Regions from separate parts of the Mus musculus genome. Here region 2 is linked to region 1. Evidence: chromatin contacts called from public Micro-C data. All regions are on one chromosome and are shown on one strand. Each heading gives the region's core, a stretch centred on a gene start, on an enhancer-like site or on the middle of the called end of the contact. The rest is flanking DNA. Distances are from core to core; before and after follow the strand shown.

What was found. A called contact is a pair of places that touch in the nucleus more often than the background predicts.
Region 2: a Micro-C map of the HL-1 cell line shows a contact between it and region 1, with 2.2 times the contacts expected there. The contact joins two enhancer-like sites. A contact is called at or near these places in 7 of 484 Hi-C or Micro-C datasets (the HL-1 cell line, the NIH/3T3 cell line, embryonic fibroblasts and 4 more).

Annotation. Positions count from the first base shown.
Region 1 is chr10:98,493,941-98,499,473 of GRCm38.p6, reverse strand. No RefSeq gene overlaps it. Among named protein-coding and RNA genes, the nearest start is that of Gm34297, 41 kb to the left of the region's middle. Within about 2 kb of position 2,998, at least 20 of the 459 cell types and tissues checked have an H3K27ac peak or open chromatin away from gene starts, as enhancers often do. A contact at or near this core is called in the HL-1 cell line and pancreatic cancer cells, where this site is marked.
Region 2 is chr10:98,664,862-98,670,394 of GRCm38.p6, reverse strand. No RefSeq gene overlaps it. Among named protein-coding and RNA genes, the nearest start is that of Gm34297, 130 kb to the right of the region's middle. Within about 2 kb of position 2,489, at least 42 of the 459 cell types and tissues checked have an H3K27ac peak or open chromatin away from gene starts, as enhancers often do. A contact at or near this core is called in the HL-1 cell line and pancreatic cancer cells, where this site is marked.

The DNA of each region.
Region 1 (5,533 bases), core at 1,749-4,248:
CAGTTCACTGTAAAGAAATTTATTTTCTTTCTTGTTTTTTGTTTTTTTGTTTTGTTTGTTTGTTTGTTTTCGAGACAGGGTTTCTCTGTGTAGCCCTGGCTATCCTGGAACTCACTCTGTAGACCAGTCTGGCCTCGAACTCAGAAATTTGCCTGCCTCTGCCTCCCAAGTACTGGGACTAAAGGCATGCACCACCATGCCCAGAAATTTATTTTCTTAATGTACTTTATGGAAGTTTGAAATTAAAAATAGAAAAGAAACATTAAGATTAAAAAACCCTACTCCATTAAAAAATGAGCTAAACAAAGAATTCTCAACTGAGGAATACCGAATGGCTGAGAAGCACCTGAAAAAATGTTCAACATCCTTAATCATCAGGGAAATGCAAATCAAAACAACATTGAGATTCCACCTCACACCAGTCAGAACGGCGAAGATCAAAAATTCAGGTGACAGCAGATGCTGGTGAGGATGTGGAGAAAGAGGATCACTTTTCCATTTCTGGTGGGATTGCAAGCATGTACAACCACTCTCCAAGTCAGTTTGGAGTTTCCTCAGAAAATTGGACATAGTACTACCAGAAGATCAAGCAATACCTCTCCTGGGCATATATCCAGAAGATGTTCCAACTGGTAATATGAACACATGCTCCACTATGTTCATAGCAGCCTTATTTATAATAGCCAGAAGCTGGAAAGAACCCAGATGTCCTTCAGCAGAGGAATGGATACAGAAAATGTGGTACATTTACACAATGGAGTACTACTCAGCTATTAAAAGCAATGACTTCATGAAATTTGGAGGCAAATGGATGGAACTAGAAATTATCATCCAGAGTGAGGTAACCCAATCACAAAAGAACACACATGGTATGCACTCACTGATAAGTAGATATTAGCCCAAAAGCTCGGAATATCCAAGATACAATTCACAGACCACATGAAGCTCAAGAAGAAGGAGGACCAAAGTGTGGATGCTTCAGTGCTTCTTAGAAGTGGGAACAAAATACCCATGAAAGGAGTTACTGAGACAAAGTTTGGATCGAAGACAAAAGGATGGACCATCTAGAGACTATCCCACCCGGGGATCCATCCCATAATCAGCCACCAAACCCAGACACTATTGCATATGCCAGCAAGATTTTGTTAAAGGGACCCTGATATAGCTGTCTTGTATGAGGCTATGCCAGTGCCTGGCAAATACAGAAGTGGATTCTCACAGTCACCTATAGGATGGAACACAGGGACCCCAATGGAGAAACTAGGGAAAGCACCCAAGGAGCTGAAGGGGTCTGCAACCCTATAGGTAGAACAACAATATGAACTATCCAGTACCCCCAGAGCTCGTGTCTCTAGCTGCATATGTAGCAGAAGACGGCCTAGTCAGCCATCATTGGGAAGAGAGACCCCTTGTTCTTGCAAACTTTATATGCCCTAGTACAGGGGAATGCCAGGGCCAAGAAGTGGAAGTGGGTGGGTAGGGGTTCAGGGCAGGGGGGGTATAGGGAACTTTTGGGATAGCATTTGAAATGTAAATAAAGCAATTATCTAAGGAAAAAAAAAGAAAAAAAAAAGAAAGAAAATGTCAGCTAACCTAAGCCAAGTAGATACTCAAAAAAAAAAAAAAAAAGATTAAAAAAACCTTATCAGTTGTTTTCAGAATGACATGCTAATTACAAGTCATTGGGTGTTCCATAGTACAAATAGCTATAATTCGTCTTTTTTGTCATTTATTTATTTACACCACAGATTTTATTCCTTCCCTCCACCCCATCCACCCTCCAACTGTTTCACATCGCAGACCTCCTCCTCAGCCCCTTGTTTCCATGAGGATGTGCTCACCCACACTCCCACCAGACCTCTAAACTCCCTGCAGCCTCCAGTCTCATGGGGGTTAGGTGCATCTTTCTCTGATTGAACTTAGACACGACAGTCCTCTGCTGTATGTGTGTTGGGGGCCTCATATCATCTGGTGTATGCTGCCTGGTTGGTGGTCAAGTGTCTGAGCAATCTCAGAAGTCCAGGTTAATTGAGAATGTTGGTCCTCCTACAGGGTTGCTCTCCTCCTCAACTTCTTCCAGCCTTTCCCTAATTCAACAACTACTGTATTCCAACAAAAGGAATTAAGTTTTTCTCCATTATGAAAACTATGTAAGAAAGCAAATTTTCATTTGGAAACAAAATAGCATCATCATGAGTGCCACCAGATGCCTCTCATATAGACTGGGATCACCTCAGGAGTCTTGTGTCTTACTAATCATGACTTATGCCTCCATGCTGCAAAGAATCATTTCAATGTGTGGAGGGTTTCTTTTAGTCAGTCATAAAAGTGACACAGTCATTAAAGCCTGCAGACCACAACAGCAAAGGTTTTGACTTTTGAAAAGAAAATGATTTTTTTTGAAATTGAAATTATTATTCTTATAAAATTGGTAATTATGATCATTAAAGAAATAGAGAAATAAGCCATCATCTGTGATCTGAGTCTTCTGACTCTTGCTCCAATTTTAATAATGAAACTATCTGCCTATAAAACTTTTTCATAGACTCTGCTAGTCAGAGTCTAACACAGAACTTTCAAAGATTTTTATACTAACCAAAGCTCTACTAACCAAAGAGATTCTACTAATGAAAGTTTGGGTTTGGGAGAAAAAAATCATTTAAGAGGCAAGCACACTAAGGTTTTACTTATATAAAACTTATATATACTTATATATAAGGTTTTACTATAGGAAGCTTCTTTTATTTATCTTGGAAATCAAGACCACAGCTTTACAGGAGTAGAGTTTGAAGAGAACCTGTGAATTCATTCTCTCCAAACACAAGCCCTATATGATCTCATTCCAGGGACAAAAACCTTATGGTCAGCTTTATTGGAAATAACTTTTGCAAAAGATGACCTTTAATCCTAGGTTTTATTACTGTCAAGATCTGCGACTTCATTGTGTGACCTGATTGTGTCCTCCCATGTGACTGACAGTCTATCCCATGTCAAGATGATTTGCACATTCACACAATTGACCCCAAGGAATGAATAACAGATGACTCAGTCCAAACCCATGCCTACTCCTGGAAAATGTGGCTCACGAATGCATTCTTTATTCAGAGATATTTTGTAGCGTTTTATAGGAAGGAGGTCGGCATATTACTTGAGAAAAGATTCATGTCACATTTTGTTTAAAGATTTGTTTCACTATTTCAGAGTCACACTTCAGTAGGCCGGAGTATAATAGCTTTTTCTTGGCCCTTGAAATGATTCCTTCCCTTGTGCTTCTTGGAGAATTGAAATGAGTTGTTCACAGACACCTGTGAGCATTAAGGAAAAATGACCCAGTTCTTGAATAGTGCCAATATTTCCTTCTTAGTCATTCTTATCAGGGTAAGTGGAAGCCATTTCTCTGCAAGAAACTCTACTGAACATTCTTTCTGTCAGGTCACACACTCAAGCCTGATCAGCCTCTGGTTTCACTGAGGCATCTTTATACGGAAGTGTCTCCTTCTTTCTCTCCCACCGGCACTACTACTGTGATAGTTGATCTGTTTTTATTCCATAGAAGTCCGTGTTCCTTTTCACCCCTTACTAGGATCTGTGTGGTTCATCTGGACCCTTACTTTAAGATTTACCATAGGAAGACTGGAGAGGCAGCTCAGCAGTTAAGCACACTTATTGCTCTTGCAGAAGGCCTGGGTTTGGGTCTCAGCTCACGACAACTAGTAACTCCAGCTCTAGGGGATCTGGTGTCCTTTTCTGGCCTCACTGGCACCAAGCACACATGTGGTGCACATATGCACATGGAGGCACTGATGCATGGGCATAAAATAAAAATATTAAATCCTTAAAAAACCCTTTACACTGAAGATACCCAGTCTAGTGCTGAAAAATAGATATAAGTACGACGGTAACAATGACTAATAAAAACTGAGACCACGAATTTGAAAGAAAGCAAGGGAGAGTATGTGGGAGGGTTTGGAGGAAGAAAAGGAGGGAAGAAATCATGTAATTATATCATAATCTAGAGGTAAATATGCAATCTTGGGGCTGAAGGATATGGGTCATTCTGTAAAATGTCTTTTGTGCAAGCCCGAGGCCTGACTTTGGGTGGATGATACTCAAGTAAAAGAAGGTACACAGCTCCTATGTACATAACACAAGTACACACACACACACAATCACACACACACACACACTATACACACACACACTATATACACACACACACACACACATACTAAGAATAAATAGGTAGCTTAAGGTCATTTGAACACAGAGTAGCTAACCTAAGACTGGTTGCTACATATGCCAGATATGGTTGTAATTTTTTACACATATTAACCCACTTAAACTACAATATTTTCCAGAAAAATGTGTTACGAATACCTCCATTTACAAGTGGAGAAACCAAGGAAGAACAGGGTTTCATAATATGTTAAAAGTTTCCTAGGTAGTATATTGTAAACCAGGTCAGGTCCATATATATATGTATATAATATATTATATGTATATTTGTAAAATTTGCAAGACTTGAAAGGCATGTTTTCAAGAAACACTGATTAATACAGTCTACTCCATAGACAATATGTTGTGCTAGTCTTTGGAATTTCATTAATCTGAAAATTTCTATATAAAGACCATTAAAATTTGTAGTTTCTTTTCATGGAAAGAAAAAAAAAAGAGACAAATCTACAAAACCATTTTCTCTCTAATTGAGCTCAAATCAGCAGCCATACATCCTAAAAGTGTTAAGTTATGTTATTTTTGAGAAATGATGTGACATGCCCTAGATTTCAAATGCAGATGCTGCAGACAACCGAGTAAATTTCTGAATCAAAATCGCTATATAGGACATTAACAGGCAGGAACTGGGGTGGAGAGGCAGTACCCAGCTCTGTGGTTGGGATCCTGTCTGGAATACTGCCACCTAGCGATGCTAGTCCGTCATCTGCCCCCTCTTCGGAAGAATGCTCCTCACTGTGGCTTCTTCCCCCCTTCGCAGATATCCTAGTAACGGATTGTTCCTGCAGGGTTTTAAGGCCACCCACCCATGCTTTATAAACATAATTTACAAAGGAGGACAGACCGGTAGGATTGTGAAAGAGAGGGAGATGAACAGCAGAGGATTTATCAAGAACTCGTAAGCGCCCAACAGTCATGTAGATTGAAGAGAGGAGAAAAGCATGGAAATTAAGAATAACGGAAATAGGGTGAATAAAAAAATATTCGAAGAGAAGACGAGATGAGGAGGGATTTCTTCTTGTTGTTGTCTTGTTGTAAAATGAGAAATAGAAGTTAAAAAGTGGAATTATGAAGTTAGTAAACAAACAAACAAACAAACAAAAAAACCATAGGGACAAATACCAGTACGTATAAAGAATGACAGAAGAAAGCAGCCGAATAAACTTAGCTATTAATGAGAAGACTTGAAGGTCTCTTTTTAAAAAACAATAAAAGCAAAGTGTCACATTGGTTTCTCTTAAGTATAGTTGAACATTTCCAGTATCCTAGAGGAAGAAGTCATTTCTCTTGCTGTCTCCCC
Region 2 (5,533 bases), core at 1,240-3,739, 170 kb before region 1:
CCTGAACCATCCATGTTCTGTTCAGGCCATTTCCTACTTTCTCTATTAGATTCAGTGTATATGGTTTTATGTCCTTAGTCCATTTGGACTCCAACTTTGTTCAGGATAGTAGATATGGATCTATTTACATTCTCCTACATGCAGACAGCCAGTTAGACCAGCACCATTTGGTGAAGGTGCTTTATTTTTTCCATTGTATGATTTGGTGTCTTGGTCAAAAATCATTTCTCCCTAGGTATGCGGGTTTATTTCTGGGTCTTCAGTTCTATTCCATTGATCAACCTGTCCAGTTCTGTACTAATACCATCCAGTTTTTATCACTATTTCTTTGTACTACAGCTTGAGGTCAGGGATGGTGATTCCTCCATCCAGAGTTGTTTTTTTCTTTGTTGTTATTGTTTTTCTCTGTTTTTTTAAAAATTGATAATAATTGTTTTTGTTATCCTGTTTTTTTTTCCACATGAAGTTGAGAATTGCTGTTTCAAGGTTTGTAAAGAATTGTGTTGGAATTCGATGGGAAATGCATTGAATCTGTAGATTGTTTTTGGTAAGGTGGAACTTTTTTTTTCTTTCTGCTGTGCCCATAGTTTCTAATATCTTTCTCATAGTGTTGTAATGAGGATTAAGTAAGATAATGTGCAGGAAATTGCTTTGAAATTTACCCTAAATTGCCTTGACATGTGCCATATAATGTTATGAATATCATGTTTAAGAGGTCAATATGAAACCAGTGTTCACATAAATAAAACCTTTAGAAGTCGCTATTTACCAAATAGTTCAGCACTATCAATGTTGTCAGCTAACAATCAGCCATGATCAAATGGAATGAAAACAGACTGGCCAGGAGAAAGCAAACCTTCATGAGAGAAGCTAATGCAGCATGATGGGAGGCTGTGGTGGGAGTGTTACCCAGCAACAGTTACAGGTAAGGGTCTAGACTTTGACCCCATTCTACTCATGCCATTTGATTATGATCACAGAGTTTTGCATTCTGCTTCGCCATGCACAAAAACATCTCAAAGCCTTTTCCCAGTTGATCCTGTCATTTCTGAAGAAACCTTCTTGCAGGTTGAAATGATCCTCATTTTCTAGATTAGGATTGAGGATTAGACAGTTTCAGTGAGTTGTCTACCATTATGCTAGTTAAGATACAGAGACATCTGGGCTGGGTTCTATATAATGTGCTTTCCAGAACAGTATTCTTTTTGTAATACTCTCCTGATTCATGCAGCAAGGATGACTACAAGAGCAGCCATTGTTAGCTAGGTAGTGCTATTGTTGGGAGTGCAATAAATAAATTAGCTCATTCAACCTTGAGAGAAATCCTTGTAGGGAGAAACACCTTGAGCAGTGTCTTTGAGATTGAAGGCTGTGAACCAAGCCACACCCTTTGATGACCTTGGTTAACCCGATGTTACCTTCGGTGAGGTCACTCAGTTCTGTCATTAAAGAGTTGTCACATCTGAAGTGTGTAGGATGAGGGAGGCTGAGCCTGGAGTGGGAACAGTTTTTTTTTTTTTTTTTTTTTTTATAAAGTGTTATGATTCTAATGGAGGAAGAGAACACTCCTTGTTCATGGCAGAGATGAAAGTTTTAGCACTCTCAACAATTTGGAGTCCTGTTCTCAAAACAATAGCTCTACATTTCTTCTGTAGTAATAGCTACCTGTTGAGGTTTGTACAGAAAATGTCATATCCAAAGTTGCCTCTTTTACAACAGAGAGAGAAGATGGAGACTGAACTAGAAACCTGAAACTTTCTTTATCACTGGTAGATTAAAAAATAAATAAAAATAAACAGAGGATTTTTTCAAGGGAAAGCAAGAATCAATGGCTCTATCAATTAAGCATTCATAAATGTTATGGTATATCTCTGGTAGATACCAGAGAAGGCAGCTCAGACATATATTTAAGCCAATAGAAAGTACCAGTCAGCCGGTGCTACACTGGGGATTTAGGATGCCAGTGTAGCACTGAGCCTTTCTCAGGAGCATTTAAACACAAAAACCAGGTCCTGGGTTGACACACCTCAGGTAACAAGCACAGTTAGCCAGAAGTGAACTACAGAAGACAAAAAACAAAGGCTAGTACATTTAGAAAATCTCCTAGACTTTGACAGATTAGGCCTTTCTTTTAGTTTTGGCAGGTGGTGCTGGGGGGTGGGGGGTGGCGGTGAATTTTACAGACTGAATGGTACTTCAGTCATGGAGTCAGTTTTGCTAAGGTCTGGTGGCCTTCTAATGTCTGGAGCTCTGTTACAATAAAGATAATGAAAGTTAAAGAAATAAACTATAGAGATTTCATTGACGCCTTCATGAGGGCAAAGGTCATAGCCTACACTAATAGCAATTTTCCAAAGGTATTTAATAGAGAAGAGAAGCCATTGAGATAGTTGTTCTTCTGTTTTTAAACCCCTTGCTTTTATAGCACTGGGATCTCAGCCATGGGAAATACACATGACACATCAGGTGACTCAAGCTAGCCTGATGATTCATGTCTTTTCTGGCAGTAGAAAGCTGAGAATTGTACACCCTTTCACCCAGCATAATGTCATGCTGAAGATAGATATCTGATTTGCAGAAACAATAGGTTATTGTTTTTTTATTATTAATGGTACACTATATTTCCATTGTAGAAGGCTTTGTGTTGTGTGTGTGTGGTGTATGTGTGTGTGTGTGTAGTATGTGTGGTATGTATGTGTATGTTTTTGTGAATAGTATGCATATATATATATATATATATATATATATATATATATATATACATAGTGTGTGTGTGTGTGTGTGTGTGTGTGTGTTGTGTATTTGTCTGTAGTGTATGCCTGGGGTATGTATGTGGTATATATACGTGTATGTGTGTTACGTGTGTATTTGTGTGAGATGTGTGTCTGTGGTATATGTTTATACAGGGTGATGTAAGTGGTTTATGATGTCTGTGTTATGTGTTTTGCATGAAGTGTGTATATGTTTGTGTGTGTGGTATATGTATGTGTGTATATGTGTGTGGTGTATGTATGTGTACGGGGGTGTGTTTGTGCTAATGATGTATGTCTAGCTAATCAGTGGTAAGGTAGAACTGATGTGTGTTATAGATAAGAAAAGACTAGTCGCTCTCTACATTAGGAATAATTTTCATTCCACTGGTTCCATTATTTAAGTTCTCCAAGGGCACAGTTTTCCTCCTTGCTTGCAGCATTTCTGAGAAATCAAAGCAGCTGACTAATCATATTTTGAAATGTCCTTTTCTTTGACAGTAGAGGAAAGACAAGGAAAGAAAAAAGCAAGAGGAGATTTTCCACTAGAAAGACCCCCCTCCCCACCCCGCTCTGAAGTTCCTGACAAAGACCTTCTCATGAGCAAGGTACATTGTGGTGTCAGAGATAGACTGATAGCCAAGGTCAGTCATGTTGAGTCTTCAGAGTGAATTTGAATTTAAAAAAAAAGAAAGAAAATAAATATTAGCCTCTTTTGGCTGCTGTGAAAATATACCATATGCTGGGGCTTTTGTCAGCAGTCTTATTTCTATTTTCTTATTTGTCTTTTTTTGTGGAGGTTAGAAATCCATCCCGGGGTGTCAACAAGGCAGGTTCTCTTGAGTATTCCTCTCCTGTAGCTATCAATCACCACCCTATGTGCCATCTCTTGGTCCTCAGCATGTGAGCATAGGTTGACTCAGAGTGAGGTCTGGTGTGTCCTCTTCTAAGGGCACAAATTCTATCACGGAAACCCCATCCTCATGATGTCACCAAGACTGATAATCCCTTTAAGGCTCTACCTTCAACTATTCTCATATTGGGTATTTAGCATATGAACTTGGAGGCAACAGAATGCAAACATTCAGCTTATTGCATGTTACTGTGAAATCTAAAAATGTATGTTATTTTGGGGGAGGACACATTAAGTAAATCGATCAAGAAAAATTATGAAATTCTTTAGCTTCATGTTTAGTAACTACCTGGCAATGAACTGCTCACACCAGTTTCCTCTGTGTACACTGTGTACATCTTTATTTTCCATCATAGAAGTAGCATGCCAGTATTACCTTTGACCTCTACTCTTTCCCAGAGTTACAATGTTAGTGCCGCTACACCCAAATTCACTGTATTAGAAACTCCCATTCCTTTTGCTAAAGCTTCCTTCGTCATCTAGAATACAGGTAATCATTTTATAACTCTTCTTGGAACTAGTTATTGATTCAGAGTTGAACTTTGTCTTATTTTTCCTGTGCTGTGATGAGTCACCATAATTAAAAGCAAGTGGTGTTGGAGAGGGTTTATTTTGCTTCCTGTCATATACTTCATCTCATTGTTCCTCACTGAAGGAAATCAGGACAGGGACTCAAACAAAGTAGGAACCTGGAGGCAGGAGCTGATGCAGAGGTCATGGTGTGTGGGATTGTTGCTTACTGACTTGCTCTTTTGACTTGCTCAGTCTGATTTCTTAAAGAACCTAGGACCATGAGTCTTGGGGTATCCCCACTCATAATGCAGCCGTGGGGTGTCCCTACTCCTGATGCACTGGGTCACCCACCACCCAGCAGTCACTAATTAAGAAAATGTTCTACAGGCTCACGTCTTAGATGAATCTAGCTTGTATCAAGTTAATGTAAAAACTAGGGTGCACACCCCCCAATAAGTCTTTACTGGACATCTATTTATTTAAACCAGTAAGTTTCCTCAGTCTACTATTAAGTGTTTGTCTCAAAAGATATCCTGGTATATATAGAAGTCTTATAAATCTTGATAATGAATATAATAGATCAAAAGAACTCAGAACCTATAGATATTTTGTATATATTTTTTGTAGTAGATGCCACATAAGTAATTAAACATTTTAATTTTGTTCCTCAGCAGCCAGAGTGTTCATACAATCTTGGTGCTCTTTGTGATGCTGGTAAATAATATGCAAATGAAATAATTTGTCTCTACCACTTAGATTGGGTATCTAGTGTAGTGTTTGTTTTTCTTTATTTAGATAGCTTTGTGTTAAGTCAACAGCTGGAACCAATACATAGAATTCTTAGTAAGCTCAGAACTTAGTTTTGGAGCTGGTTATTGAAAAAAAAAAGTCATATAGTGGCAGAAACATATGCACTGTGAGGCTTTGAGAAGGATGGACCTGGCTGTAACAGTGGTGTGGCCTTGTAGAAGAAATATTTTTGGATAACTAATACACTTTAAGAGTTGTGTGATAGTGTGGCTGGCAGAAAAGGAGTTGTGGTAGTAAAGAAGGGCGGTCTAGGTGAAGGGACTGGCAATTGCAAAACCACGGTGCTGTGGAACATAAATTATTCCATGCTCCAGTAATGTAGCATTTCTACAGAGAAGAAGAGAAAGCAACAACTGAGAAGCCTGGTGCTGTTAGAGATTAAGCTAGATTGACGGGTTCAATCATTTAATCCTTGTTAAGTTCATTTCTGAGGTTAGAGATATAGGATCAAATGGGCTGAGGAAGGTGGCTGTGTTGTGCAGCTAGCGAATGGTAGAGTTAGAATCTGAGTCTGAATTTATCAGGCTGAGTCTCACAAAATGGGATG